Linked DNA regions of Mus musculus: regions 1, 2 and 3 are each linked to region 4. A link is a contact called in public ChIA-PET, HiCAR-type and HiChIP or PLAC-seq data. All regions are on one chromosome and are shown on one strand. The core of a region is the stretch at or near the end of the contact, and the rest is flanking DNA. Distances in the headings are between cores, read along the strand shown. Region 1 overlaps Esr1 (estrogen receptor 1 (alpha)). Region 2 overlaps Syne1 (spectrin repeat containing, nuclear envelope 1). Region 3 overlaps Syne1 (spectrin repeat containing, nuclear envelope 1). Region 4 holds the start of Armt1 (acidic residue methyltransferase 1).

Region 1 (2,700 bases), core at 11-2,510, 540 kb before region 4:
TCCCAGTAAAATCAAAACATCCAAAAAGGAAAATAAATGCAAATTGCATTTTAATTGTAGGGCTGTAGGAGGTTGAAGCACCAGGGCTTACAAATGCAAGAGGATGTTTCCAGAGAGGCAAACGGTTCCTCATCCAGCTGCTAAATAAGTGTCACAGCCTGAGCTCGAATCCAGACTCCCCTGACCTCTCACTCAGCACTCAAACACTACACTAAGGATTTCTTAGCTCCAAGGTTTGCAGGAAAACTAGAAATGATGGCCAGCAGACTCATCTTCTTGGACATTTGAGATCTCTAGACTAATTTTCATACTGACAAAACATTAGGAGCAATTTAGGAGCAATCCTGCCTTTTGAAAAAAGTCAGAGGATAGTGTAGCCAAAAAGACTTGAAATGACAGGAGGTCTTCTGTGAGTCTCTTTTTGTTTTGTTTTGTTTCCTTTTTTTTTTTTTTTGGTATTTTTTTCGAGACAGGGTTTCTCTGTATAGCCCTGGCTGTCCTGGAACTCATTTTGTAGATCAGGCTGGCCTCAAACTCAGAAATCCCCCTGCCTCTGCCTTCCGAGTGCTGGGATTAAAGGCGTGCACCGCCACCGCCCAGCTTGTTTTGTTTCTGAAACAGTGTCTCTATTATATAACACTTTCCTGAAACGCTCTCTGTAGACCAAGCTGGCCTTGAACTCACAGAGATCCACCTGCTTCTGCCTCCCAAGTGTTGGGATTAAAGGTATGTGCCACTATGCTTAACTTCTATGAGTCTCTTTAACTAGATAAAGACTTTCACCAAAATGTTAACAGTGATTACTTTCATGGGATGAATTTGGGATACTCTGAGAGATGGTTTTTTCTCAGTATTTATTCTGTATTTTCCAAGTTCCAAGCACTGGGTGCTCATCACTTTTGCAAACCAGTTAAAAAATGAAAATGTTTTTAAAAATCCAGAGAGCGCCTCTTATTCCTGTTACATCAGACTGTCAACACCCAGGTGGTTGAGTGAGAAATGCACCTGGTGAACCTGGTGGCCCTTCAAAGGATCCAGAGGTTGCTATGAAGACATTACTTATTGATTTTCTTACAATATTTCCATTATCTCTAAGGTAGTTCCTATTTCTGAGACTCCATGGTTGTGGTTTCAGCAGGAAACTAAGTTTACCGATGTGTCACTGAAAATTTACCCAGCGGTTTCCTTAGCTGGAAAGAACCCTGATGTGCCACCAAGCTAAACTTAGCTGCAGAGGTAACTACAATGATAAATGAGCCTCAAAGCCTGACAATACCAGAAGACCACAATTTCTCTAGAAGGTTCTATGTGTCCTGCTTTCACAGAACACAGAGGCTCAACTAACTCAGTAATTCATACTGCCCTTCATTCCGGTAGGAAGGGCCAGTGTTTCACCTGACACAGTGAAAAATAATTTGACATTTTGGTGTCACTCATCACTGTTGTCCATGAAAACAGTGAGATTCTGCCTGACACTCCTGTCCATGACTCAGAGCCACGTCTAGGTCTGTCTGCAGGTAACTAAGATGTAGACTTCTCTTGATTCATAGGAGCTCATTGAGTAGGGCACAGCTTGAACTCTCAGCCCCCAGTTTTTTTTAGTGAAACATGCAGTTGGATTGAAGGTAAAGTCATGTGTCATACTGCTTCTTCCAATTTCATCAGAGACTAGGACATAGACTGTCCAACCCCAAAAGTCCCAGAATCAAGTGCTAGCAAAGTCACTAGGAGGAGCCCTGTCCTTTACCTCTAAAAGGGTCTCTTAACATGATGTGCTTGAATTCTTCAATAGCTTGTCTTGCTCTTTTAAAATAATGCTTTATTTTTAAATCAGTGGTAGAACGTAACAGGTATCACTGAGACCATGCAAGGGGAGTTCACTGTCATGGTATCAGTGCACAATATAAAGCTACATAGCACCTACATATAGAATCTAATTCTAGTGAGTGTTGGCTTCCAAAGGAAGCATTTATATAGTACATGTGCAGAATCCTGGACTGTGGGTGTTTAAGAACACCAGCAGGGTGTGGGCAAAAGGAAGCCATCAGCTCCCTACTCATTCCAGCAACTTCTATTCACCAGCCTCATGGTCCACAGGACACAGTGGCTCATGTGTGTGGGCATCTTTCACGGTCATTGATAACAGTGTGATATGGTGTTGGTGGAGCAGAAGTGAACATGTACCAATAGCTTTACAAACCACCATACCTCATTCCCACACCAAATGTACTTCTACTAAAATGTGCAAACTAAAAACTAAAGTTGGGAAGTGATTTGTTAAAAGTGAAAAATGAGCAGGGTTGGAGAGATGGCTTGGTGTTCAATGGCACTTACTGATCTTCCAAAGGTCCTGAGTTCAATTCCCAACACCCACATGCCAGCTCACAACCACCTGATGCCATCTTCTGGTGTGTAGGTGTACCCATGTCTGCTGTGTAGACAAAAGTACTAGTATACATAAAATATACAAATATGTAAGTCTTTTTCTATATATGTATAATTAAAAATAAAAGTAAAATTTTGAAAATTAGATGGTTTTAATATTTAGAAAATCTCTACCAATTAATCTGGCCAGTCACCTTTTATCTTTGGCCTTCAATACAGTCTTAGGGCCTGGGCATAACGCAGTGAAGATCTTCTAATAGTATAACAAGGCTAGCCTTTTCTCTTATATACTCCTTATAATTGTCTAACCTCCTA
Region 2 (2,700 bases), core at 198-2,697, 880 kb before region 4:
AGTGTTTCATTTTTTCCAGGGGATTTTTTTCCAATAAAAGAGGGTGGGAAGAAAGAAATTCCCACCCCACATACCCCTCTTATTCAGAGTGAACATAAATGGTAACATTTTCCACACTTGTGAAAAAGTAGAAGCTTTTCTGAAGACTGCTTGACGCTGGCATCCTGGCCGCTCTTAGTACAAGAGGCCAAGCATAGCTGGCTGCTGGTCTTTGGATTAATGATGCCTTTCGCCTGTGTCTTTGCTTCCATAGTCTGAAGTTAAAATCAAAGCCTTAAAATTGGAAGATCTACATTCCAAAATCAACAATCTTAAAGAACTAACGAAAAATCCAGAAACACCAACAGAACTTCAGGTGAGTGTGAATTCAGATGACTTTTCTAATAAATACCACATGACAGCCGATCACTTACATCCTTGCTCCCAAAATATAGAATGTGTGTGGATTGTGTGTGTGTGTGTGTGCGTGCGTGCGTTTGTGTGTTTCTATATCATCATAATTCCTGGCAAACATGGGTTTCTTTTTTCTCATATCCAGGGAAATAAGCATTAACATCAGTAGAATTCAGAGTGCCAATATTTATGGCACATTTACAATTCAAGCATTATAATGTTATTATAAGAGTAGTTTTCCCTTTTGAATTTTGGGTGCAGTATCAACTTGATTGTTTCTTGGTACATTTCGTGCTTAGACAAGAACAGAACCCTGCCTCTTAATACATATGTGATCTTACTAATAATGTGTTAATTCATTTAGTAACTGGGCCTGGGGACAGGGCAAGGACTAATGTCCCTTAATAGCCCCGTAGATGGTCCCAGTCCCAAGACTACCAAGGCAGGGCAGGGGGAAGCTGGGTTGGCCAGGGAACCTAGGCTACTCTAATGTCTGAGCTCTGGATGAACCCAATGTTGTAAGGCTTACCACTTCGGCCGACAGCCTCACTAACTTCTAGCTGACACCTCTGGGGTGCCTTTGCCTATTTTTATTTATTTATTAGTTATGTTCATGGATTTGTTCTCTCTTCTTGTACCATTGTCTTTGACTTTCTCTTTAACTGACAGGCCATGCTTGGCCATGATCTCAGGCACGTATGGGAATGTTGGACATTTTATCCGAAGCAAAGGAAATGCCATTCCTATTCATGGTTGGAATAAAAAGGGATGATGACTTCTGTCCCATGTATTTGGACCTTCGGCTATTGCAGAGGGAGGATTTAGCAAGGATTTGGGGTGTGAGCTACTATTGTTCTGCATCTCTCCTTCTCTTTCTCTCCACTTGCCCCACCCCTGCCCCAAGAAGGTCAGGTGATATCTCTTAATTGTCCTCAAGTATAAGGAAAAGAATTTCTGTGACACCACTTAGAGGGCAGCCTCATTTGTCCCTTGCAGCTGGCAGCCACCAGCCTCTGGTTTCTAAACCCTGCCAGGCAGGCTGGCTGACTTCTGATGTATCTGCCAAAGAGTAAAGGCTTGTGTGGTTGGCCAGCATCTCAGCCGCAGTTGTGGGGCTTGGGGGAGGGAGAGTGTGTATCAGCATGTGGGCTCAATCCAAAAGTTATGATTGAAGAAAGAGACCACCCTTAGAGTCCACAGCGTGAGGACAGCTGGTTGTCTAAGAAGGCTTTCTGGGGCATGAAAGCAGAGATGCCTTGGGCTGAGAAAAGAGAGAGTGAGGGGGCAGGAAAGAGTGTACTCTATACTCAAGATCCTCCAGGGACCTTCAGCTGGGGAGGGGGGCTCTCAGGTGAGAAGGGGTTGGTCTCAGCAATGAAAGCATTCTCAGAAAAAAAAAAAAAAAACCACAGACCTAGAGAAGCAGGGGCTGTGTGGGGCAGCTCCTGGAGTCTTGTTCAGAGGCCTCTCCCGCCTCTCCCTGGCCCCTCCCCTCCAGGCCTGTGGAGCCTCCAGCTGTGCCAAGCAGGGGTAGAAACTCACAGCAGAGCAAGAAGAAAAGATCCTCTCAGCTTCTTGCTTGCAGCTGCTCTAAGCTAGACATAAAAAAAAAAAAAAAAAAAAAAAAGAATACAACACAAGTCTTTATGTTTGCTGATTTTGCCAAATAGCACGGATATTTGAGTTGTGGGATTAAGATCATTTTTCTTAGTTTAGAGTACTTATAAGTCCTTTTATTAACTCAGGATACACACACACACCAAAATCAACTTTCCTGGAATACCTCCTCCCAGGAGAAGAAAATCAATATCTTACAGAATAAAATTGTTTTCCCATTAAATCCTATGGTGGGCTTCCTCCAATCAGAGTCGGAACCAGACAGGCTCGTGTGCATGTCCCTTGGAAGGAAAATTAACAGCACACTTTTGGTCCAGCTTTTCTCTGACGATGTGATCTTCTCTTCCCTGGAACCTCCATCAACACCACACTCTGAGAGAAGGGTTAGCTGAGACGCTGCTCTTTCCCCTCGCTCAATATGGTCGGCAGCCCACACTCCCTGGTTTTCCATCCTGGGAAAAGCTATTAGTATTGGAGAGGCTTCTATGGTTAGCCTAATGTGTTCTTGATGGAGTTACTCGTAAACAGAATTCCTAGCTGGTGAGTGTGCTTTCCGTCCTCCCAGATTTTCACGAAATTGAGCTTTGTATTTAGTTTATAGAAGCAGACTTAAGGCAGAAGCTGGAACACGCCAAAGAAATCACCGAGGAAGCAAGGGGAACCCTGAAGGATTTCACGGCTCAGAGGACC
Region 3 (2,700 bases), core at 46-2,545, 860 kb before region 4:
AACCACTCTATGTACTGATGAACAAACATAACTTTTAGAATCCTGCTGCCAAGAAAGGCTCACTACATACACATAAACTACCATGTGTAAGAATACGCCTACACATGTGTAAAATTATGTCTCACGTTATTGTGCTTTTGACTGCCATATAATTGGGCACTGTAAATGATCTACATCAAAGTGTGCCTTTATTGTTTGTACCTGTGAGAAGACAGATTAACCTCAGGCTAATCAAGTAAAATGCAAAGTGTGTTATATGGACTAGTTAAATATGGACTAGTTAAAATACCTATTCTGCTTCATACTTCCATGATACATGTATGAACTCAATGGCCTGATGTTCTGTGGTTAGCTTGTAATTGGTCTTGTTTCCTCCTCCTCCTCCTCCTCTTCCTCCTCCTCTCCTGTCTCTTGTTTCTGCCCTAATAATCTTCTTTCTTTCTACCTAGCCAGGACTGAAGACATAATTTTTGCTTTAACACTGACAAAATCAAGCCTTAGCAATACACGTTATGTTTGCACCAGAACGACCACTTTAACAAGAACAAATGTCATTAGAAGCACCTAATTTTCAAGGACATGCCCTGACTTGCCTATTTCACAATGAATATTCTAATTATATCATAAAATCCTTTCTCTATGTGAGCCTCAGCACTAAACATGGTATCTGAATTGCCACATTTCTGGTGAAGGGGTTTCATCTCCCCCCTCCCCCTCCCCCTCCCCTCCCCCCTCCCCAGGGAGAAATGCCAGCAATAAACAAACCTAGGCTAGAGTTTGCTTTAAACTCTTAATTAAGTTCATCTGTGAATTATTAATTTCGGTGACCATAAAAATGCCTCCTTAGGTACAGAAATATCTGAGGTTGAGGAGGGCTGGTTCTCTTCTGACTGTGGGTCAGCCTGACTCCCAGCAGGGAAGAAATGATTTAAGCCACCCTTCTATGGGAGATGATGGAAATTAGAGATTACAGACAGGGCACAGTTCATTTATCCATCCACATAAGGGTGAGTAAGGGTTCTAGGACTCTTTTTAGTCTATAGGAGCTGAACACTACACTTCCACATATCTAAATAGCGCCCGTCCAGGCAGCACGGACACTGTGACGCCCTGCATGATTTTGCAATAAGTCAGACACTCATGAGACTGACTCCTACTAATATAGCTTAGGAGAGTATAGACACAACGACTGCCATTCCCTGTGTACATTTGCTCAAACTTCATAGCAGGACAGAGTCCTGATCTGCACACATGTTGAAAACTGGTAGCCCAAGTGACTAAGGGCCTCCTTGGTTTCCATGGCAATATTCCATTACAGGAGCTGATAGATTCCAGAGAGATCGGTGCAGGCCGCCTAAGCAGAGTGGAGTCGCTGGCCCCGGCTGTGAAACAGAACACAGCTGCCAGTGGGTGTGAGCTTCTGAACTCGGAGATGCAGGCCCTGCGCGCCGACTGGAGGCAGTGGGAAGACTGCCTCTTCCAAACACAGAGCAGCCTGGAGAGCCTAGTCAGTGAAATGGCTCTCTCCGAGCAGGAGTTCTTTGGCCAGGTGACCCAACTCGAGCAGGCCCTGGAACAGTTCTGCACCCTTCTGAAAACCTGGGCCCAGCAGCTCACCCTCCTGGAAGGCAAGAACTCTGACGAGGAGATCCTGGAATGCTGGCACAAAGGACGAGTAAGTGGTTGCCTTCCTGTTTACCGTTGGGGTGAATAAGCTAAATATTTCTTCGACTCCTGTGGTTGCTAAAAACGGGTTCTGATAACTAAGTACATGCAGCCCTCAGAGGCAGAAAAAAAGTATTCAGTAAGTTTGCAAAGTGTCTTTTCCCCCCTCCTAGTCTATAAATCAGACTTTGGTATAAGTTAGCATAAGTAGGAGGGAGATGCTATTATGTCCCGTTGGAAAACATTCTTTCTGCGGTGGCGATATTTTACTTTCTTTCTGATGGTGTAAGAGTTTGCAATACTGTATCAGCCATTCAGCTTGGAAAATGCCCTGTGGGCAGGGGCATAAATAGACAGAGAGTCATAGCTCCCTCGTTGCCAGTTAACTCTTTCAAACAATTAAGTGATTGAGTTTATAGCATGGAAAGGCACATTTGATAATTTTCTGAGCCACAACTAATAGTTTTCAGTGTCTGTTTATCCTCTTCATGATTTTGACAGCTGAACTTGAATTAGCTTGTTAATACAGATTAACATTTACTAGACACCTTCTAGGGAAAAAAAAAAAAAAAAACTATTACCACTCTTAGAACCTGAGAAAAGGAAGCAGAAAAGGGAGGGGGACGGGCTGAAGCTTACCAATCTCTTACTTCTCTGATTCCTCTTGGGTGCCTTGGCAATGCTCTCAATATTTGCTGCTTTATAACGCTCAAAATCACGGCTGTCCTTAAAAGGAAGTTTAGTGAAGTCAATGTCTCTGCTTCTATTTATGTTATAATCATTTCGAAATAGCTCCAGCACATTAGGAAGTCACAGAGTATTTCAAGCGCTGTCTTGTTTAAATGAACGTGTGTGTGTGTGTGTGTGTGTGTGTGTGTGTGTGTGTGTGTGTGTGCAGGGACAGAAGTGGGGTGGGGGGGAGGACAGGCTGGAAACCCTTCCACAGGGTCCAATTCTCTGTATATAATAGCGAAGTCACAGTATTTTGGCTCTTTTTAAGTTTTCATTTCTTTGTGTTCTTTTAATGTGAATGAA
Region 4 (2,700 bases), core at 23-2,522:
CACAAGTCGTCCTCTGACGTCCATTCCTGGGTAATGTCACAGGTGAGTGCCACACTCCCCCAACACATAAAAACTAATTAAATCATTTGAAAATAAAGTATTTGAAATATGAATTTGGAGCCTAGTGGTGTCTCCCTCTATAATGACACAGAGTATAATGGCAGGAGTATTGGGAGTCCCAGGTCATCCTTCACTACATAATTCAATAGCTCCGTGTCAAAAGAAAACCAACCATCCAGCCAGACAAGAAGATTGGCTACTTAGCCAATGCTTATTTCTGCTCTTACTTATAACTTTGCTCTCAGCGTTGTAGCATATTGTAATTCCCCCTTTGTCCACAGGTTTGCCTTCCCAGGGGCACTCAACCAGTTTAAAAACATTGCAAGTGGAAAATTCCAGCAGTCAACGATCTGTAAGTTTTAAATAATTTTAATTAAATTTAAAGTAAACTAACGTCCCACTAATTGTTCCATTTTGCTATTAGCTGTTTTGGTGAATCGATTGTGCCTAACAAATTTCATGAGAAGTGTGTATAGGGGGGAAAACTCTAAAGATGAAAATTGCAAGAACTACTTCTAATGATGTTTATTTTGGGGGCCAGTGAGATGGCTCAGTGGGTAAAGGCACATGATAAATCTGCTGCCCGCGACCGAGTTCTCGTTGAACTCCTGAGAGGTGAAGGAACAAAATCGGCTCCAGAGCTGTCCTCTGACCTCTAACGCGAATAATGGCATGTGCGCGCACACGCAAAATTAGGACGTTTTTAAATATAGAGTTATTAGTTTGACCCATACCATTAATACACACCGCAGTAGGTATGAGTCCTAATTGTTGGCCCCCGCAGCGCCTTTCCTTCTCACTTGTTAGAGACAAGCTTTTTCCTAATGTATCCCACAGTGAGCTCGAACTCACTACGAGCTCAAGCTGGCTTTAACTCGCAGCAATACTCCTGCCCCAGCGTCTCAATTCGGGACAGAAAGGAAGAAGGTACACAGCGGAACTAGCTAGGTCCTGACGCCGGCCAGCACAGCGAGCCGGCTCTCTCCCACCGAGGTGGGACTCGAACTCTCAGCTTGAGGATCCGGCGCTCCCGACCGCCCACAGCTTCCTCACCCAACATGGGTTTTTTCTCCCAAGAGCGCAAGAAAAAAAAAGCGAGACGCACCCCTCGTCCTTAGCGGAAAGAAACGCCGGGGACTCGGCCATCACACCGGCACCACAAGCCACTCAACTGGCGTCGCCCGGGGTTCAACGGCCGCGGTTCCAGAAAGGAAGCGTTGGAGCTTTTTTTTTTTTTTTTTTTTTTTTTAAGCGCTTTTGAACTCAGAAACTTTATTTGGTGGTCTGGCCAGGGTCAGAACATGGGGCGCAAGGGCCTTCCGGCTACGCGAGCGGAAGCCCTGGAGGACCGGAGGCGGTAGCCCGCCGAGCGGAAGGGGGGGGGGGGGGCGCGGAGCGGTCACGTGTTCGGACGGTCACGTGTCCCAGCTTGCCGGCCTGGGGCTTGCAGTGCGCCTGCGCCGCAGCGGGGCGGGGCGGGGTGTGTTTCCGCAGAGGTTCCTGCGGCGGGAGCGTGCGCGTGGGCGTCGCGGTCGTCCTCTCCGCGCACAGGTCAGTGCTTCGCGCTTCCCCAGCCGGAGAAGCTGGTGAGGAGGTGTGGGCTTCGGCCAGGGCCTGGGAATTTAGCCGGGAATCCGAAGCACCTCAAGCCAAACACTCCCGACCCCGCCGAGTTGGAAGCAGGGCATAGTAGTAGCTGCCAAGGTGCATGAAATCACCTTGAACTTAGGAACTGGAAGAAGTGCTCCCAAAGGTCAGCCCCACTTACCCGCTGAATCTAACCTGGATGCAGCCGCTTTTTTCATTGATGGTATTCTGCATCTCATGTACAATATATTTTGGTTATGTCCACCACCACCCCCAGCCCTGCCGTCAAACGCCTAGGCCTACCCATGTCCCACTCCCAACTTAAAACACTAAGTGCAATTAGTGCTATCCTTAGGCACATGGACATATTATGCTTAAGGATAATGCTCAAAAACTGCAGCTCCCTTGTGTTTCATTTTAAAAATTTACTTGACGCCTCTGTGCCCAAGGACACTACTGTCACTGAGCATAGGGGGACAAACACAGAAACCTGCTTTTGAAGAGAGGCAAAAATCTCCTTTATTGCTTTCTGATATCACTGTCGCTAACTAATATATATTATCCCTTATTTGCTCATTTCCAGAGCTAGCATACTGCACACGGTAAGGAGTAGTCATTGCATGAATTAAAAAGCTAAAAATACAAGGTATGTAAGTGGTGCTAAATATGAGGACAAAGTAAAAAATAGCAAGAGAATGGATGAGTGTTGGTTATAAGTATTAATCCTGTCACTCCAGAGGCAGAGGCCAGCCTGGTGTACAAAGCAAGTTCCAGGCCAGTCAAAGAGAGAAATTATAGGTTATCCAGAGAAATCCAGTCTTGAAAATCCAAAGTGGATGTGATGGATGTGTGTTGGTTATATGTATTATACCAAGTCACTGAGGGAGTCAAGTCCTTAGGAGGAGAGCTTGTGGACAGGTGAGTGGAAAGGCCCAGAGGGCCTGGAACAAAGGCATTCTATAGGGAATGCTGCAGTGTTGCAGAAGGCTCAGAAGGGCGTTTTAGGGGCATTGGCTTTTATTGTAAATGTAAAGCCATCATCAAATTTGACTC

The links. ChIA-PET counts read pairs in DNA pulled down with a chosen protein or histone mark. HiCAR-type assays count read pairs that join an accessible place to other places. HiChIP or PLAC-seq counts read pairs in DNA pulled down with a chosen protein or histone mark.
Region 1: an RNA polymerase II ChIA-PET map of effector CD8 T cells shows a contact between it and region 4, with 5 read pairs. The contact joins the enhancer-like site here to the promoter of Armt1 in region 4. A contact is called at or near these places in 2 of 39 promoter capture datasets (liver and pre-B cells), 1 of 484 Hi-C or Micro-C datasets (uterus), 4 of 115 datasets of contacts at active chromatin or transcription factors (DN3 thymocytes, effector CD8 T cells, large pre-B cells and 1 more) and 1 of 9 other capture datasets (embryonic stem cells).
Region 2: an H3K27ac HiChIP or PLAC-seq map of DN3 thymocytes shows a contact between it and region 4, with 13 times the contacts expected there. The contact joins the enhancer-like site here to the promoter of Armt1 in region 4. A contact is called at or near these places in 3 of 39 promoter capture datasets (the 3T3-L1 cell line, the C10 cell line and pre-B cells), 1 of 484 Hi-C or Micro-C datasets (uterus) and 2 of 115 datasets of contacts at active chromatin or transcription factors (DN3 thymocytes and large pre-B cells).
Region 3: a contact with region 4 is called in a HiCAR-type map of astrocytes, with 2.8 times the contacts expected there. The contact joins the enhancer-like site here to the promoter of Armt1 in region 4. A contact is called at or near these places in 6 of 39 promoter capture datasets (the 3T3-L1 cell line, the C10 cell line, cranial neural crest and 2 more), 1 of 484 Hi-C or Micro-C datasets (uterus) and 4 of 115 datasets of contacts at active chromatin or transcription factors (the NIH/3T3 cell line, astrocytes, bone marrow-derived macrophages and 1 more).

What each region holds. Positions count from the first base shown.
Region 1 is chr10:4,976,076-4,978,775 of GRCm38.p6, reverse strand. All of the region lies in intron 7 of Esr1 (estrogen receptor 1 (alpha)), which reads right to left. Among named protein-coding and RNA genes, the nearest start is that of Esr1, 270 kb to the right of the region's middle. Within about 2 kb of position 1,260, at least 27 of the 459 cell types and tissues checked have an H3K27ac peak or open chromatin away from gene starts, as enhancers often do. A contact at or near this core is called in effector CD8 T cells, where this site is marked.
Region 2 is chr10:5,309,343-5,312,042 of GRCm38.p6, reverse strand. It overlaps Syne1 (spectrin repeat containing, nuclear envelope 1), which reads left to right. Exons shown (of 146, transcript NM_001347711.1): 45 at 254-355; 46 at 2,605-2,700. Among named protein-coding and RNA genes, the nearest start is that of Gm51757, 16 kb to the left of the region's middle. Within about 2 kb of position 1,447, at least 94 of the 459 cell types and tissues checked have an H3K27ac peak or open chromatin away from gene starts, as enhancers often do. A contact at or near this core is called in DN3 thymocytes and uterus, where this site is marked.
Region 3 is chr10:5,288,191-5,290,890 of GRCm38.p6, reverse strand. It overlaps Syne1 (spectrin repeat containing, nuclear envelope 1), which reads left to right. Exons shown (of 146, transcript NM_001347711.1): 55 at 1,319-1,675. Among named protein-coding and RNA genes, the nearest start is that of Gm51757, 37 kb to the left of the region's middle. Within about 2 kb of position 1,295, at least 166 of the 459 cell types and tissues checked have an H3K27ac peak or open chromatin away from gene starts, as enhancers often do. A contact at or near this core is called in the NIH/3T3 cell line, astrocytes, bone marrow-derived macrophages and 1 more, where this site is marked.
Region 4 is chr10:4,431,177-4,433,876 of GRCm38.p6, reverse strand. It overlaps Armt1 (acidic residue methyltransferase 1), which reads right to left and starts at 1,272. Exons shown (of 5, transcript NM_024261.2): 1 at 1,166-1,272. The coding sequence starts at 1,206. It overlaps Rmnd1 (required for meiotic nuclear division 1 homolog), which reads left to right and starts at 1,489. Exons shown (of 13, transcript NM_025343.6): 1 at 1,489-1,611.